Linked DNA regions of Mus musculus: region 2 is linked to region 1. The links are chromatin contacts, called in public HiCAR-type maps. All regions are on one chromosome and are shown on one strand. The core of a region is the stretch at or near the end of the contact, and the rest is flanking DNA. Distances in the headings are between cores, read along the strand shown. Region 1 overlaps Gm34087 (a long non-coding RNA gene). Region 2 has its middle 23 kb from the start of Gm41031.

The links. HiCAR-type assays count read pairs that join an accessible place to other places.
Region 2: a contact with region 1 is called in a HiCAR-type map of embryonic stem cells, with 5 times the contacts expected there. The contact joins two enhancer-like sites. A contact is called at or near these places in 2 of 484 Hi-C or Micro-C datasets (the N1E-115 cell line and nephron progenitors), 4 of 115 datasets of contacts at active chromatin or transcription factors (all in embryonic stem cells) and 1 of 9 other capture datasets (embryonic stem cells).

The regions. Positions count from the first base shown.
Region 1 is chr13:97,599,905-97,603,877 of GRCm38.p6, reverse strand. Gm34087 (a long non-coding RNA gene) reads left to right here. Exons shown (of 5, transcript XR_873831.2): 5 at 1,190-1,268. Among named protein-coding and RNA genes, the nearest start is that of Gm34087, 21 kb to the left of the region's middle. Within about 2 kb of position 2,352, at least 9 of the 459 cell types and tissues checked have an H3K27ac peak or open chromatin away from gene starts, as enhancers often do. A contact at or near this core is called in embryonic stem cells, where this site is marked.
Region 2 is chr13:97,800,698-97,804,670 of GRCm38.p6, reverse strand. No RefSeq gene overlaps it. Among named protein-coding and RNA genes, the nearest start is that of Gm41031, 23 kb to the left of the region's middle. Within about 2 kb of position 2,095, at least 3 of the 459 cell types and tissues checked have an H3K27ac peak or open chromatin away from gene starts, as enhancers often do. A contact at or near this core is called in embryonic stem cells, where this site is marked.

The sequences.
Region 1 (3,973 bases), core at 1,103-3,602:
ATTTTCAAGTTTCCTTTCATTGTCTTTTAAATGTAAATTTTAAAATGTTTCTCATCATGCTACCTTTATGTATATTCAATCTCCTAGACAAAAGGAAGAAGCCCTTGTTCCTCCAGCTCCCCCTAAAGGCTTTTGTCTTCCCTAAGCTCACCTTAGGAAACCTGCGGCTAACAAATTTATCTCTTTTGTAAACTTATAAGCTCCAGGAAACCCACTCAGACCTACCTCTCATGGACCAAATAGACTCCATCCAGATATGAACATCCACCAACTAATAGTCTGAGTTTCTACCTGTTACCTATTCCAGAGGGTGGCATTTCCCTCCTGTTCCCTGGTTTGGGGACTCCCCTCATCTCAACCACCAAGACCTAAGGGTTTCAAATGTACACCTAAGAAAAGTTTTTTCTCCCAAATCTACTTAACTTTATTTTCTTTGTGTGTGTGCGTGTGCGTGTGTGTTTAAGCATCTTAGCAAGTACAGCTTTAAAAATCTACATCCAGGACAGCTCCTGAGAAGCAAGCCACAGATGCTCCAGCCTGCTCTCACAGACACAGACGCTTCTACTGGACCTGCACCTTCCTACCTAAAAATGGTTCCACAGATCTTAGACAGCAAGGAAGCAGCTAACTCTCCTAAGACTGGACCAGCACCCCCACTCCCATTTTCTTAGGTTCCCCAGAGACATGTCACCCCAAAGTCAGCAAGAAGTAGCTAAAGATCACAATGACCCTATTCCTGTTTCACCACCACTTCTTTCTAGATTCTCCTTTTTAAATTAAACTAAAATGGAGGAATGCTGGCATTCCTTGTACGATCCGGCCCAACAGTTACCTAGCAACAACCACATAGGCCTGGCTTGCTATAAAAGGGACTGTTTGGCCTCTCCCTCAATGTCTAACTCTATCTGCCCTTCTGCCCCTTTTCTCTCTCTGATCTCTCTCTCTCTCTCTCTCTCTCTCTCTCTCTCTCTCTCTCTCTCTCTCTGCCTCTACTCCTGTCTCAACTCCCCTTCCCACACCCCCAAATAAACTCTATTGTATACTAAACCCATTATATGACTGGTACGATGCTTCAGCATGGGCCCACTGAGTTACCTCCTCCCACGGCACCATACTGTGCCCTACAGAACATATTCTTGGTTTTATAAAACACATCAATACCCATCAATTATCTCTTTCTTTTTTTCAGATGTGGTGAGATAATACAAATGGATGGATAGCATGATTCTTCAGTCCTCATGTGTAAATAAATTCTAGTATAGCTGCCACTGTTGTGCAGATTGGGACTGGGCACGATCAGCGTTATGATGGGAGTAAACACAAAAAAGGTGAAACCCCTTCCCGTGCTCTGTTCTTCCATCTCCAGCCCCAAAGGGTCATGGAGTCTGCCTCCGTCCAGCTGAATGGCAGCATCCTTCCATGGGTAAGGGCTTCCTGGAACATTTGCTGACCCTCTGGGACATGTCTGACCCTCTGCTCCCTGCTCAGGACTTTGGGGACAGAACACATGTGTCTATTTCTTTCTTGATTCTGCGTCTATTTTTAGAGTCCTAGATAACTACCAAAGTGCAGTTTTGTGCCTCCCTCCCTCCTATCACCTGCTCTTGTGTTTTGTGGCACAAAGGATGCACTATAGGCTCAAGCAAGCTCCACCCCCACCCCTGAGGACAGAAGGCATAGGGAAACACGTCAAAGCACAACAAGTGACCATGGCTGCACCTTACTTGAAGGGAGTTCCCAAGGAGAATCATTTGCCCAGCCAAGGACTCTCTGGACTCACCAGAACACTTTTTATTTAGCGCAGTGAGACCAGGTACCGGTATCCTTCAAAAGCTCCTTAGACATTCTGAAATTCAGAAAGACCCAAAAGAATCAAATGAGCACCCACTTTCTGGAACTCCAGGCTTGCCTCATTGCAGGACTAAGACCAGGAATCCAGCTGAGTCTGACTTGCAGCCACAAGGGACTTTTCCCAGTGTGATGCCCTTAGTTAAGGAGGTGGGGCAGAGGGGTTGAAGGGGAGGGTATCAGGACCACAACAAATGGAGAAAGGAGAGAATTTCTTTGGTAATAAGGCTGGCCCCACCATTCTCGGGCTCCCAAGTGACCTGGACCTTCAGGGGTGCCTATAAATCAGATTGTATAAGCCAGGGCTTGCTTGTGTGTTATACATTACCATAATTTTTTTTTATTTTAGTAAAAAAAACTCTGGCTTTTTTTTTTCAAGTCACAGGACTCCAGCCCTCCTGGCAGGTCCTAAGTGAAACAAATTACTTCTAGAGAGTAAGCTCTATACCCTGGCCTCCTCCCTCATTGAACCCGCAGCTGCCTCTTTGTAAGCCTAAGACTATTGTAAGCTATTGCCCTAGGGGCAACCAAGGGGCTGTGTCTCCCTGCAGGTGTGCCAGGAAGACAGCGGGAGTCTGTAGGAAGCAGAGGTTGGTTGGACCTAGAAGCTGATTCAAGCTACATTATTACAAAAAGTTATTAAGCGATATTCAGTTACAGGATCCTGGGCTAAACAAAGAATGAGGCCCGGGGCAGCCAAAAACCATATGGACCTGGAGGTTGCACACACCTGCATGGGAGCGGGCAGGCCCAGTTAGAAGCCGTCATCAATTCTAGGAAAGCCATAAAGTTTGGACTTGCTTCATGGCACTTTCTAATTAACTGTGTGGTGAGTTTTCTCCACTTTCCTATAAAAGCCGGTGCCCCTCCTCCACCCCTCTCTCTACCTTGTCTCTCTCCCTCATGTCCCAAGACACCTGGGGAAAAGTTTCCCAGGGAAGCTCTCCAGTGGGCCTCAGACCATGGAAGACACTCTAAGCAGGAAGATGGCACTCGTTCTTGTGTGGAGAGAAAAAAAAGAATAGAACAGGCTCTTTGAAAGGCTCTCAAGAGAATCATCCAAAACAAGGAGCCAGCACGGCCTCCCTTAAAGAAGAGGGAGAAGCTACAAGTCACTTGAGCTGATGAAGGGAAGAACATTGGTTTAGCCAATTCTACTTACCCAACAGACTGGATAAACAGAAAGGAGAAAGATGAGTCTTAATTCTGCGGTGATATGCAAGAAGATATAGCATCTAGTGTTTAGGTTCTTTGCAAAGCAGATGCCTTGGTGGATGTCTGCTATAATTTTCATACTGGTAAATCCGTGTGCTCGTGTGACTCTGAGCACCCTACGGTGGCAAAATCCCAAGGCAGCTTAGTCTCCAGGGCTTTCTGGAGAATTGTGTTGATGCATTTAGAACATCTGCATAATGCACACTTACACTATGGACCACGAAGTCACATTCAGAAGGCAGAACTCATCTCTCACCATTGCTCATCTGCAAAAAGAGGAGGAAAAATGCAAAGTATTTCTGATGAGGCAGAGGTTTCCCTTGGCCTCTTACCTGGCTGGGCTGACGATTTCTCCATCTGGTGCTGACAGCAACTTTGGCTGGTGCTGAGGTGGGGCCTGGCCCGGCTTGCTCCCTTTGACCTCCACAGTGCAAATCTCTTGAAACGATAAAGGAGCCGAGTGTGAGGCAAGGCCTCGAGCCTGGGCGGATGAATGTGCCCTACAGCTTCTCGGAGCACAGCAGGGAGATGTCTGAACAAAGCATGGAGACCTGCACTGAGGCCCTGGTGGGCTGTTCCAAGACTGCACTCCAGGATCCACCTAGACCTAGCCATTTGGTCCTGGCTATTGAAACAGAAAGGCCTATTGCTCCAGGCCATGCTGTGCTTTTGCAAAAGAGTTGCCTTGTGAGAACTCAGAATATTACTATTGGTCAGCTTGTAGATGCATGTCTGCCTTCAGATTGGTATAAAGCAACAGCCCTCAACCTGTGGGTCACAGTCCCCTTGGGGATTGAATGAGCCTTTCACAGGGGCTTAAGACCATCTGCATATCAGATATTTACATGATGATTCATAACAGCATCAGCATTACAGTTATGAAGTAGCAACAAAAATAATTTTATAGTTG
Region 2 (3,973 bases), core at 846-3,345, 200 kb before region 1:
TCACGCAGACTGCTTCTCGGGAAGCAGAGCATCAAAGCTCCCCGAAGCTGGTAACAACTGTAATGTTTCTCTTTGAGTTTTAAATTTTATTTTCCTTTATATGTATGAATGAGTGTTTTGCCTTCATGTCTGTCTAAGTACCACTCGAGTGTCTGGTGCCCATGGAAACAAGCAAGATGCCCTTGAGCTGGAGTTATAGATGGTTGTGAGCTGCTATATGGGTGCTGGGAAGGGAACCCAGAGAAGCCAGGGCTCTTAATAGCCTAGCCATCATCTCTCCATGCCTGAAATGCTTCTCTTTTAAAAACAAACATAAAAAAGCAAAGCCGTGTAGGCTGGCATTTCTATTGCCACGAGTGTAGAAGGTCTTGGGTACTGCTCTTATTTCCACTTTATTGTTTCCACTTGAAGAGGATCGCATCAACTCTTTACTGTGCTCCATGGGCCCTGAAAATTGAATCATATGGTACTGAACATTCTAGAAACATTCTTAAGTTTAAACATCTCCCCAGCACATCACAATTGAAATTTCACAATATGATCTTAGTGAAGGCTAAAGGGGCTAGAACCTTTCACAAAAGTCAGCCAATTTAAGTATTATTGGGAGACATCAGGATTTATAAAGTGATGTAAAAAATGATCGGAGTTTTTGAAAAGAACATACCCACCAGGTGAAAAATTTCCACAGTACCCAAACTGTTTACACAAAAGTAATCAAATTGATTCCTTTGACGCTATGTTTAATTTGAAAGGGAGCATTATTCTGAATTCTCTCTTCTAATTAGCTATATTGGAGGCCTTGAAACACTGGGACTCCAAGGGCACAAAAGAAAAAAAAAACCCTCTTTCGTTCTTCCCTCTGCTCTTTTGTAGCTTCAGGTAATGCTAATCTTTTTATTTTTATTTTTTGAAAAAGTACTGTGAGGATTAGCCTGGCCAGGCAGAAGGCAGCAGGCCCTAGGGCCTCAGTTGACTTAAAAGCAGAAGATATGACGGATCCTTCTGATTTATGGGATGGAAGGGATGAGGGGGAGAGATGGAGGGGGGAGGAGTGACAACGGGGTGGGGGGACAGGACAGGGACAGAAATTAATTAGAAGCTACCAGCTGAGAAGCAGTTCATATGGACTGAGAAGTTGCCAATCAACTGCTGATATCACCAGCGTTTTTAGAGTTAATTAAGATCAACGTTCCAGGGGAGACCAGAATATCGGCCATGGGCTGGTTTACTACCTCCACCTCACTACATGTCTAGAAATTCAAAGCGTGGTTTTAACTGCTTTCGTGGTCCCGAAGCTGGCTCCAAATTCACACATTTGTCGGATGAGGCAGTGACAGAGAGACTCATGAGCTTTTCCTGTGCCACATGTCTCAGGGCTACCTTAGACTTAGTTTCCCAAAGACATTGTGTGCCAACTGCTACTTCTGCTCCTTCTTTTCTGTGTGTCTCACCTTCCTCCCTTCTCCTTTTCCTGAGGAGGTCGGAAACAGACACAGGCAAGCACATCTTGACACCCCATCCCACCCCACCCCACCCCATCCCTGTTTAAAAAGAAACAAGTTTTTACTGAGAAACCAAACTTAAGCAAACTGGATCAGGGACTAATTTTGTCCTTATTCTTGAGTTTCGGGACAACTGTCCTCAATCTTCGACAGCTTGCTTTGACAGTTGGCCAGAGAACTCCTGAGTGACAGCATCAATCCAATGTGGGGTTTGCTTTCCAAGCCTCACGTTGCCCTTGTGGAAGACTTAAATAACTGGACCGAATGAGGATGACTGTGCAGAAAGCTCTGGAAGCTTGTCTGCACCCAAGAAGACTGCCCACGACTGATTCCATGTGTGGTCAGGTCTCCCCGGATTCTCCCAACCTCACCACTCCCTTTCATCAGCTCTAAGACTGGCATGGCAGCCTGAGGAAGGAAGTGAATTCATTCAGGACCTCTAGGGTCTCCAACATTGTCTCAAACCTTGTGCCCTCCTCCCAGCCTTGGGCTAAACAGAGCTAAATTGTTTGCACCTTAATTGTCTTCCACTGACCTGGCTCACCTAGGGTGGAGACTTCTGACCTAAGTGGAGGTCTTCTGCCTTGCCTCACCCGCAGCTTCCTGCAGGAGCAGACTGCCCGCTGAGCTTGCTTTACAACAGTGTCCAGCCGAAACAAAGCAACATACTCCAGCTGAAACAAAGAATGGGTCTTTGAGTTTCCCCTATATAAACGGCAGAGCTGAAAATTAAACTTTGAGCCTTAATCAGAAAACCTTTGCCTTGGCTTCACTCTTCTCTTACCCGCCTGTCCTTTTTCATTCCCAGCCTCCCTTTTAGGTGTACCCAGTTCTCCGTGGCTTCTGGACAGCTACAGAACCCCCCATTCCCCCTGCCACCTCCCACAAATTGCATCAGTGGCCACCCCGAGTGGTTCTGAATCTACTTCCCAGAGAGAAATGTGTGTCCAAAATGGCCAAATGACTCAACCCAGAAGGATAGGGGGATTAACTTTGACAAGATTCCTTTGGACAGATGGAGACAGGAGAGTGTCTACAGAGGGCTTTCTCTCTCTCTCTCTCCATCCTTGGGCTGGGCAGTTTTGGGTTATAGATTTTTCCTGGAGGGTACACTGGCAAACAGCTGGCTCTGTCTTAGTTGAGTCTTGTAACATAGTAGCCAGGACTGTGTGTGTGTGTGTGTGTGTGTGTGTGTGTGTGTGTGTGTGTGTGTGTGTGTGAAACCTTGTATTTTCTTCCCACATCCACCCTCCCCTAACTTCTTATTCTCTTATTCTAGTTTTCCTGTATTGATATTTCCCAGTAGTGCAGGGACACTGAAAACCTTCCCAGTATTGTGGTTGATGTGTGTTATATCTCCCACAGATTCGGGTGTGTGCACACTTGGTCCACAGTGGCTAGCACTGTTCTGAGTAACTGTCCAAGTTTCAGGAGGTGAGGCCTGCCTGCTACTGCTTGGTCACTGGGGACAGGTTTTTGAAGGATATTGTTTGGCCCTGCTTCAGAACCCAATGCTTTCCTCTCTGCCTGATTCAGTGTGATCACCCACGTCATGTTCCCTTGTACACAGGCTGCTTATTGTCCATACCAACCCTACCAGGGTAGACGGAAACTCCCTGCAAACACCAAAAAAAAAAAAAAAAAAAAAAAAAAAAAAAAAAAAAATCCTTCCTTTTTTAAGTTGCTTCCGACAGCTAATGTTATCATTGTGACACATAAAACAACCCATACACCCAGGCCTGCCCAGCCTCTGTAGCCATTCTTTTGGCTTCTTTGTAGCTTCCCTTTTCTTCCACTCTTTCTTCTTCTTCTTCTTCTTCTTCTTCTTCTTCTTCTTCTTCTTCTTCTTCTTCTTCTTCTTCTTCTTCTTCTTCTTCTTCTTCTTCTTCTTCTTCTTCTTCTTCTCCTCCTCCTCCTCCTCCTCCTCCTCCTCCTCCTCCTCCTCTTCTTCCTTTTCAACCCCCTAACACTATATAGGAGAGAAAAAAGGATAGAGGGGAAAGGGGCAATGATGTCATCATAGTACTTCCTGCTGATTAGGGCATCACATTCCTTGGTGCCTGTTTGTGCACATGTGTGCATATGCCTCTGTTGTGGAGACTTGATGCTAGGCATTCCCCTATCACTCTCCACTATCTTTACTGAGTCAAGGTCTCTCGCTGAACCTGGAGCTCACTGACTGTGGCTAGCTAGCAGGCCAGCTTGCCTTGGGTAGCCCCTGTTTCTGCTCCCTGAAAGCTAGGGTCACAAGTGGATACCACATTTGCCTGGCTCTTTGTGTGGCTGCTGCAGTTTCAAGCTTGTGCCATCTCCCCTGAAGTTTTCCATGACAGCTCCAAGATTTTTGTTTTTCCTCTGAGTGTTTCTGTGTTTGCCAAGGTTTGCAGTCCTTTCTCTTTTTACTTTTCCCTTTGGGGAAACCCATAGCTGGGCTGGCTAAGATTAAAGAAGATACTGGCGGCTCTTTTGAT